Regions from separate parts of the Mus musculus genome. Here regions 1 and 3 are each linked to region 2. The links are chromatin contacts, called in public HiCAR-type and promoter capture Hi-C maps. All regions are on one chromosome and are shown on one strand. The core of a region is the stretch at or near the end of the contact, and the rest is flanking DNA. Distances in the headings are between cores, read along the strand shown. Region 1 holds the start of Fdx1 (ferredoxin 1). Region 2 has its middle 66 kb from the start of 1810046K07Rik. Region 3 has its middle 5.5 kb from the start of 4933407I05Rik.

Evidence for each region. Promoter capture Hi-C pulls out the DNA fragments that hold promoters and counts their contacts. HiCAR-type assays count read pairs that join an accessible place to other places.
Region 1: a contact with region 2 is called in a promoter capture Hi-C map of cranial neural crest, with 4 times the contacts expected there. The contact joins the promoter of Fdx1 here to the enhancer-like site in region 2. A contact is called at or near these places in 6 of 39 promoter capture datasets (the 3T3-L1 cell line, the C10 cell line, cranial neural crest and 2 more) and 4 of 115 datasets of contacts at active chromatin or transcription factors (astrocytes, double positive thymocytes, embryonic stem cells and 1 more).
Region 3: a HiCAR-type map of fibro-adipogenic progenitors shows a contact between it and region 2, with 6 times the contacts expected there. The contact joins two enhancer-like sites. A contact is called at or near these places in 1 of 484 Hi-C or Micro-C datasets (bone marrow-derived macrophages) and 2 of 115 datasets of contacts at active chromatin or transcription factors (T-cell acute lymphoblastic leukemia and fibro-adipogenic progenitors).

What each region holds. Positions count from the first base shown.
Region 1 is chr9:51,962,259-51,965,363 of GRCm38.p6, forward strand. Fdx1 (ferredoxin 1) reads right to left here and starts at 1,344. Exons shown (of 4, transcript NM_007996.2): 1 at 1,013-1,344. The coding sequence starts at 1,209.
Region 2 is chr9:51,392,987-51,396,337 of GRCm38.p6, forward strand. No RefSeq gene overlaps it. Among named protein-coding and RNA genes, the nearest start is that of 1810046K07Rik, 66 kb to the left of the region's middle. Within about 2 kb of position 1,570, at least 33 of the 459 cell types and tissues checked have an H3K27ac peak or open chromatin away from gene starts, as enhancers often do. A contact at or near this core is called in fibro-adipogenic progenitors, where this site is marked.
Region 3 is chr9:51,907,290-51,910,518 of GRCm38.p6, forward strand. No RefSeq gene overlaps it. Among named protein-coding and RNA genes, the nearest start is that of 4933407I05Rik, 5.5 kb to the right of the region's middle. Within about 2 kb of position 1,537, at least 35 of the 459 cell types and tissues checked have an H3K27ac peak or open chromatin away from gene starts, as enhancers often do. A contact at or near this core is called in fibro-adipogenic progenitors, where this site is marked.

The DNA of each region.
Region 1 (3,105 bases), core at 94-2,593, 570 kb after region 2:
GGCACAAACATTTGTGTTGTGAAGAGGTGATTGCCACAGATCTAGAGACAGCCAAAGTTACCTTGAGTGAAGGCCTTTAATGGCCACGTATCACCAGACACTATTTCTGAGCTTCATGTTTACCAGGTAAAGACGTTTGGAACATATTATTCGGCTTCCGATCCAAATGCTATCTATGTAAGTTAGCTTTATATAATCCTGTGATCCACTTGGTGTCCCAGCAATATATTTGGCAAGTACATTGATTTGTGACTTTCTTTGGGACTGTGACTACAAAAGTTGAGCTAAGTTCTTCCACCGAGTAACATACAATCCAGGGAAACCTTAATCTGTGTTTCCAGACCAAAACCACTCTTGTTTCACTTTGAAGAAACTTTCATCTTCCCTTTGAAGTAACAGATGTGTTTTGCATTGACATTGACATTATATGATTCTCACCTTGTCCCTACACTTAGAAACCTGTAAGTAAATCTCGTCTTTAGTAAATCTAAGGGGACCGTGCTTTTGAGAACAAATATACCCAGTATCTCCACCCATGGTGGTGGTGGTGGGAATCTCTCATCTCTCTCTCTCTCTCTCAACATTCACCACAGAATTCTCTACACTATGACCCCCAGAACTGTTGCTAAGAGGCAGCTGCCTACTGAGCCCTCACTTTCAATCAGGTGCACGAGCAATGTTACCTTCACGGGGTCGTTTATCCCTTAAATCATCCTATAAGGGCTACACTGTTACCCTGGGTCAACAGGGCGGGTGTAAACCCTACCCTACCTGAAGTCAGCACAAAGGGCCAACACAAAGCAACCCCAATGGCGAAGTCGACAAGGACAACCCACCGAGGAAGCCCCAAAGCCAGCGCCCCACACCGCCCGAGCCAGGCCCAGAAGACTAGGGTCACGGGAAGAGCTCTCCGGCGCGGGGCCAGCAACCGAGAGGCGAGGCGGAAGGGAGTCGCGGGCGGAAACGCAGGCCGCGGGATGAGGGACCCATCGCCGCTGCCGCCGCGCCTCACCTGCTCCGCGCGCGCGCAGACACGCTCAGCGGCCGGCCGGGCCCGGCCTCTGCATGCAGGCGGGGACTCGGGGTCCACGGAGAGATGGCAGTTCCCGCTCCGGTCCCGCAGACCAGCAGCCGACAGCGGTCAAGGCCGCGGAAAGGGACGGAGGCGCAGGCCGCGCGCAGGAGTCGGGCGCCCGGAGCGGCCGCCATAACCCTGTCGGAAGGTTCCGGGTCCCGCGGAGTCCTGCGCAGTGCTGAGGGTCGGGTAGGTCCCGCGTGTCCGGCTGCGAGAGGGCTACACTCCCGCGAGCGCCCTGCGTGTCCTATAACCCGCGGCTGCGCCCCGCCTCGCCGCTGCCACGCCTTCGCGGGGCGGGGCCGAGCACTGTTCCAGGGATCTGGTTAAGAGTTCACCTTGAACTTTTTCTGCAGTCAGCTCTGCGCTCTGGAGCAATTACTCATCAAGGACTGACCAAAAAGCCACCAGATTAACTTTTGCCTTTTGCCATAGACCCTCAAAAACAAAGCAAATTATCACAGTTTCCAACACTTTAGAATACAAGTTACAGCAAAAGGGACCTAGGTTTTTCCTACACAGGACAGCAGAGAGTTATACAAAGTTTTAAAATGCCAATAGGCATTTTTATGAAGAGAGACATGCATAGGTAAAAGCATAAACTATCTCATAATCAATAATTTGCTATTTAGGGCTGCTGAAGAAAGCAGGTAATAACGGTCAGCCTGAACTGACAAACTGAATATATAAAATCCTGAGAAGTTAACAGGAAACTTTTCTTAAATGAGTAACTATTCAACAGACTTCAAAACTAGAAAGCCGACTTTTAAAACGCGCACGTTGTCATTGCTAGTACATTTTTGAAAGAGTTTTTGTGGTCAGATACGCAACCTCCAAACCTAAGTCCTATGTTGATCAGAGACCTTGGATAAATTACTCTTGGAGGATAAGAGTTTCCATGACTGCGGATAAGCTCACACTCAGGGCCACTCTGGAGGTTAGGTGAATTAGGGCAAGGAACTGCGTCACAGACCATGAGCAATACATACATCATCTTGAGCATTCCTGATAAGGTGCTGAAGGACAGAAGCACATGTTGCAAGCGAACTGAAGACAGTAAAAGACTACTTAAATATTCAAGCTGAGGCTGGAGACGTAGCTAGGGGTAAAGAATGTGTGTTGCCCTTGCAGAGAGCCTGGGTTCAAGACTCAGAAACCATAGAGCTGCTCACAACTCTCTGTAACTCCAGTTCCGGGGGATCCAAAACTTTCTCCTGGCCCCTCGGACACCAGGCATGCACATGGTACACATTAGATATAGATTCAGGCAGACACATACATTTGGGAGGAGAAAGGGTATTCTCAAGAGGCTGAGCACACGGCTCACCAGTTAGAGTACTTCTTGAGCTTGCACAGGATCTTATTTGGTTTCTCAGCACCCACTGCAGTTGGCTCCCAACTTAAAACTGTAACTCCAAGTTTCACAGTAATCCTCTGCCCTCGGGCCTCCACAGGCACCCACTGACATGTGGCATACACGTACCTACACACACATATTTTTAAATAAAAATATTTAAAAAGTAATACTTAAGAGGTGCAAAACTGGTCAGGTGTTAAGGACATTTGCCGCTCGTCCAGAGGAGCAGAATTCCGTTTTTAGCACCCATAGTCAGGTAGCTCATGCATGCCCAGAACATGCTCATTCTGACCCCATGAATACACATGCACACCTCAAGAAAATAAATACTTTTAAAATGAATATTTAAAGAGATAGTCTACCTGTATAAAGTCTCTCTAGAGGACATATGGATATTGAACCTGCAGGGTGTAGACATGATTACCTTAGTCTTTGGGCTAACATCATGTTTAAAACTCGGGTTAGAAAGGGGTGAAGAAATCCTGATGAGAAGGCTTTTGTTGTTTTTCAGTCCTAAACCCAAAACCTAAAACTTCATCAGATGATTCAACCATAGGAGAACTGGGCAAGGCATGCATTCCATCTCAGTCCTCCTGTAGAAGAACAAGCTTTGCTTGGCAGGGTGTGTATAAGGTAGTTGAGTAGTTTTATCTTAATAGTCCAATATATCAAG
Region 2 (3,351 bases), core at 320-2,819:
TAAGGACAAATCACGACACGCATATGCAGAAAGCTGAATGTACGAGGCTTTCTAGACTGTATACTGAACTATGAACTTCATACAATCTCTCATTGTGCTTAAAATTCCCTAGTGGTAGGTGGGCTTAAGAGAATACATATCAGCATGATTTACAGATCACAAAATTTAAAAAGTTATGTAGTGTACCCTTGTATCTGGAACATCTCGTATATTAGAGCCAGGCTGTAATCACAGCACATCCTCTTCAGAGGTGTAAAGTAGAAGTTTCCAAATTTACTGAAACTGAGTTACTCGCATTCCTCGGCTGTCTCTCCCTATCTCTAGGAGCTCTAGGGTGGTGGGAAGAATTTATGTCTAACAAGCTCTTTGGCTGATTTTGACACTGTATTTTGAGAAATGTTTCTGTGAACCCTACTAATTCAAACTGTAGTGTGTCATAAACAACAAAGCCCCATAAAACACATGGTCTTCCAGGATGGGGAGGGGAAACTGGCCCATCTCTGTTAGCTTATTTGGATGTGATTTTATTTAAGGACTTCAAGTTAGTTTCATAAGCACATTTAGAACACTGTTTTATAGTGTATTGATAAGCTAAGGGAAGTTGCCTTCATAGACCAGAGACTGCCCTGGTCCCAGATCGTTAGTCTTCTATTTCTAGTTAGACAATCTTCTATAGTCTTATACATCTAGTTAAGGATATCCTTCTAGCTGCCCTTGAGTACTGCATGCAGGGTTGGTTTCCCAGTCTCAGTGATGCATTTTAATTTCTGGATGGCTTCTGGATTCTTTGTTAGCTCATTAGATGGAGGTTTGGGCGTGGGACACCTTATTGACACTTCCTTTATCTAGTCAAAAAGATGACCATGAACAATTTTTCTCATTGTCCTTCTTAACTTAAAAGATAAAAATCTGTTCATTTTTACTCTGTTGACATTCATTTCTTTTCTAAGAACCACTAGGAGTCTGCAAGCAAGTCTACATTCTTTAATTTGTAGAAATGCTTTCGGAGTACTAGGGGAAAACCCTATGACTGGGTCTTATCCATAAGGAGATTTTTTTTTCCTTTCCCAACTCAGGAAAACCAACATTAATTTACTTCTTGCTGACAATTGAAACAGGTTTGGGAAGCTACTCAACTTTTAAAATAATAGACTCAGTGTAGATTAAGTATTGCTCAAACTCAGAATGGTTTAGGATTAAGGGACACGAATAAAACCAAAAACAAGGCTAAATTGGGCCAAGGTTAATACAGACAGTATGGACTGCATAACAAAACTCATTATGTGTTAAATGACTTAAGTCCTCTGACTAGCATTAGAAGATTGTCCCCACACTGAATATTCAATAGGTAATATAACGAGTAAGGGTATAACGGGACATTATGTTTAAGCCAGTTAGAAAATTATAAAAATTTATGGGCAAGCAGCGTACAAGTGATTTTTCATAAAAATACCCTGAGTTGACAACTAGATTAAATGGAAAAACATGTAGGAGATTGGAAGGAAGCCACTGTGAGTGGAAAAGTACACACTGAAACAGAAATTAGTGTCATGAAACACGAGGTGGTTGGAGGAGTTGGACGCTACCCAAAGGCAAGCGAAGAACTCCCCGCTGCTGCAGAATGAGAACGAGGAGACACACGGCTGGCAAACAAAGGCAGACCCAGAGGAGCTGGCTCGAGCCACCTAGGTGCACATGAGCCCTTCTCATAACGGAAAGCCACTGCCAAGCACTGATGACTGTATTTAGTCATTAGATCTTACATTCCCACTCTTATCTTCCTGACCTAATAATGCCTTAGCAAAATATTAATAATCCCCACTCAGTATGAGCTGTGAGACTAAGCTCCAGTCAGAAGCAACCCTGCCAGTCTATGACAATATTTACTGGCTGCTTGCTTGACTGCTTGCTCTGGAGTTTTGACAGGGATTGGTATTAACTTGCCTAGATTCTCGTTTTTATATCTCGTTTTCCCCCCCATTCTCTTCAAAATCCAGAATAATATTGGCCACTCTTAATTTCAAATTACTATAAAATGTCAATTGAAACTGTGTGCAACTCTGTAACAGAGAGATCTTATCTAGTGCTGGTAGAACTGACCCTCATACAGCCGGTGGATTAAAACCACTTTGAAAAGGGTTTATCAGTGTCTTACAAAGACAATCTACATTTGCCATCTGGTCCAGCCATTGTACACTGAGCTATTTACCAAGATAATTGAAAACACATCCCTCCACACAAGATGGGTATACAAATGTTTACAGTGGTTTCACTTGTAGCAGCCAGAACCTGGAAGGAGTCCTATGCTGTGAGTCCAACTATGTTTAGACATAAAAGAAAGAGCTACCGATATTTGGCAAGTTATTCTCAAAGTCAGTATGTAGCAGGCAAAGCCAGAAGAGAAAAAGAGAGCATATCAGTTACTTAAAATTCTTATGAATCCATCACTTCAGAAACTAGTTCAAGAACTTCTGGCAGTGTAGACAGGGTTGGGAGTAGAGAAAGGAGTCACAGGAGTGTACAGACTTCTGCAGACAGACATATATCTTGATTTTGGCAACGGTTTGAGGAACATGTTTATATGTCACAAGTCATCAGGTTGCAGAGTTTAAATATCTTTGGTTTACTGTGTGTTAATTATACCTCAATCAAGGTAAGTAAAAAGTGGGAAAGAAATAACTAGAATCTTCCAGCATTAGCATCAAGAAGAAAGAATGAACATCAGAAAGTTACATACAATTATTCAACTCAAACTGGACTGCATCCCAGTCGATCTAACATAAATTGAAAATGCCCTAAAGCAAATTGCACCAAATGGCCTAACATCACAGCTTAGTAGCATAGTGTTCTGTAGACTATCTGTTTTCTCCCTTATAAACCTGTGGTTAACCGTGAGCTGGGGCTCCCAGAATCATGACAGAGGACACATCTGTATCATTATCCTGGGGAAACATGAAAATTGGAAATTCAGAGTGCAATTTCTGGTGAAGGCCATCTTTTACAGCATCATAAAGTTGAAAAGTTTGTCCCATTGTAGATGGAGACTGTCTACATGTGTGGATGACCTGAACCTGCAAGAGAAGTAAAGCAGGGCTATTGGTGTCTCTGCTCAGACTGATCTAACCTAGATCTTTACTTGACAAATATATAGTGGCTAGCCTGCAATATAATTGCCTTATGAGCAGAAACAGCTTGGTGCTCTGATGGCCACAGAACAAAGAACCATCAACAAGATGACCCCTGACCCTAGTGCTGGACTGAGAGGGAGAAGGCATGCAATCAAGTGGGCTCTTCTTTTTCAACTGCTGGTGCTAGTCTGGGTGAACCTCTTTGTCTGCTCAGTAATCTCAT
Region 3 (3,229 bases), core at 287-2,786, 510 kb after region 2:
ATCAGCCGACCCTGCCTAACTTCTGCCTTACAAAATTTCCATGTGTTTTAGAGTCATTGTATACAAGATCTTTGTTCAAAACTGCCATGGTCACAGTACACAGAGATCACCAGTCTGTGGACAGGCTGAGGTATTAGTCCTAAGGGCATATAACATGGTCCCTAATACTAGAAGCTGAAGTCAGATGACCTGGGTCCAAATCACAGCACCAACTTGTCTGTTGTGTAACCCAGAGTGCCAAAATCATCATTGTGAACATCTGGCTCTTCTTGGTAAGATGTAAGTAACAAAACCATACATCAAGAACTTCTTGAACTGAAAGATGGTCCTAGTTAGCTTTAACTATCTGCTTGACACAGCCTAAAGGGACCGCTGAGGGGAAAGCCTCAACTGAGCAGTTCCCTAGGTCAGTTTATCCATGAGCATGTCTGTACAGACAGAGTTGCCTTGATTGCTAATTGACATCAAAGGTCCAACCCACTGTGAGTGGTACCATTCCCTAGGCAGGTGTTTCTGGACTGTTTGAGGGAGTGAGGTAAGCATCTGCCTGAGTGAGCCAGTAAGCAGCCTTCCTCCATGGCTGCTTCTTCAAGTTCCTGCAGTCAAGCCTTCCCTCCTCTGAGTTGCTTTTGGTTATGATATTTTGTCACAGCCACAGAAATGAAACTAGGACACGGATCAATTTTTGTTATTGTTTTTCCAACTTGGGGCGGATCCTTTTGTATAAAGATAATGCTTGGGAGTGGCCAGCAATTTCAAATTGCTATGAAAAATGATTATTTGCTATAGGAACTTGCAGACGAAACCATCGAGCATGGCTGCTTACTGGCTCACTCAGGCAGATGCTTGCCTCGCTCCCTCAAACAGCCCAGAAACACCTGCCTAGGGAATGGCACCACCCACAGTGGGTTGGACCTTCTTCTGTCAATTAGACATTCTATAAAAATGCTTATTCTAAATGTGTATACTTACTACCATAGACCACTAACTGAGGACCATGTACCAGCATCACTACAGATCTCACCCAGAAAAGCGTAACCCCTGGCACAGAATGAGAGTGTTTTCTGCTGTGGTGATTATGAGCCCCTTGTGTGTTTGTAAAAATAAAGTACTGGCCAGTGACTTAGCCCATTAATCACACGTACTAGTAGAAAGAGAAATAATCTCCAAAGCAAGATTATTGTTTGTTTAGTTATTTACTTTTGACTAGCAGGGCTCTGACTAAACATTATTGCTTAAATTTCTTGGCATTTGTATTCAGCATTAGGTAATCTCTGGATTTTGTTTTCTTTTGCAGCCTCTGAAGATGCCTTTCATCTCCTAAGGACTGTGGGTGACAAGGCTGATACAGCTATCGGTGGGTTTCTGTGGGCTGTTCTGTAGGTCAGTTCTCTCTTAGCAATTAGAACCTTTCTAAGCATAACACAAAAGAGCTACAGTGGCCTCTGCCTATGGGCTTCTGGGCTGTTTACTTCTTCACAGCAGGCTGAGACCTGTTAGCTCAAAAGTGCTCTGGCACTAAACACAGATTTTTACACATCCAGTTGTTTTTAGTCATAGTCTAAATAAGCAGACATCTAGCCATTTGGAGCCTGTCTACTATGCAGAACCCAGGAGGCTTCATCCAACATCTACAAACCATAGATAAGAAAGACCTGATAACCACAAACCCCAGAAGCCTCTGTCACTCGGCTGAGCTCTCTGACCCAGACTCTTGACATTTCAGCTGGGTCTCTGACCCCCTCCCTTGGGAGTTCCCTTTTCTGCGCAGTGGCCCCTGCAGTAACTGTAGACTCTCACAGATACTTTCCTGTGGTAAGGTATGTGCCACAAATGAGACCTGTCAGAGTAGCACTAGAGTCTGTGTGTGCTACTGCCACCTGGTGGTCATATCTTCCATCACTCAGTCTCCAGAACCCAAGACTTAAACTGTAGCAATGAACCAAATTCGAGGTCTGTTTTCAGTGGTTTGAGCTTCAGTTAAAGGTACCTAAGGCCCAGCAGGCTCCCTACACAGCAATGACAGAAGGAAAACTCTGTTAGGTGTGCCTTCCCACTCCACAAGGCTAGAATTTAAAATCAGAAATCTGCTTACAAGGGCTTTCTTTATTTGGCTTGCTGGCGTGTAGCAGCGGGCAGACTACCCACTAATAGTGACCATTGATTCTGTCAATGGGAAAATGAGTTCTCCACCTCCACAGGCTGTCATGAGGATTGAACAAATTAATGCATATGGTGACATAGTTTCAGACAATACACGGTCACCACAGAGCATCATTATTGCTATCTACATTTCTCCCTCTGAAGGTGCTACCATGGCCTCCATGTCAGACCCTATTAGAAAAGAGACTTAGATTGCCTAAAAAGCTTTAATGGAAATGTAACATTTTTTAATAAAACATTTTATTTTATTTTTATTACTTTTTTATTAGATATTTTCTTTATTTACATTTCAAATGCTATCCCCTTTCCTCATTTCCCATCAAAAATCCCCCTTCCCCCTGCTCACCAATTCACCCACTCCTGCTTCCTGGTCCTGGCATTCCCCTACATTGGGGCATCAAGCCTTCACAGGACCAAGGGCCTCTCCTCCCATTGATGACCTACAAAGCCATCCTCTGCTGCATAGGCATCTGGAGCCATGAGTCCCACCATGTGCTCTTTGGTTGGTGGTTTAGTCCCTGGGAGCTCTGGGGGTACTGGTTGGTTCATATTGTTGTTCCTCCTATGGGGCTGCAAGCTCCTTCAGCTCCTTGGACCCTTTCTCTAGCTCTTCCATTGGAGACCCTGTGCTCAGTCCAATGCTTAGCTGAGAACATCCACTTCTGTATTTGTCAGGCACTGGCAGAGCCTCTCAGGAGACAGCTATATCAAGCTCCTGTCAGCAAGCACTTGTGTCTGGGTTTGGTGACTGTATATGGGGTGGATCCCCAGGTGGAGAAATCTCGGGATGGTCATTCCTTCAGTCTCTGCTCCACACTTTGTCTCTGTTTCTCCTCCCATGGGTATTTTGTTCCCCCTTCTAAGAAGGACTGAAGTATCCACACTTTGGTCTTCCTTCTTCTTAAATTTCATGTGTTTTGCAAATTGTATCTTGGGTAATCTGAGCTTCTGGGCTAATATCCACTTATCAGTGAGTGCATATCATGTGGGTTTTTTGGGATTGGGTTACCCCAGTCAGGATGATATTTTCTAGTTGACTCATTTGCCTAAGAATTTCATAAATTCA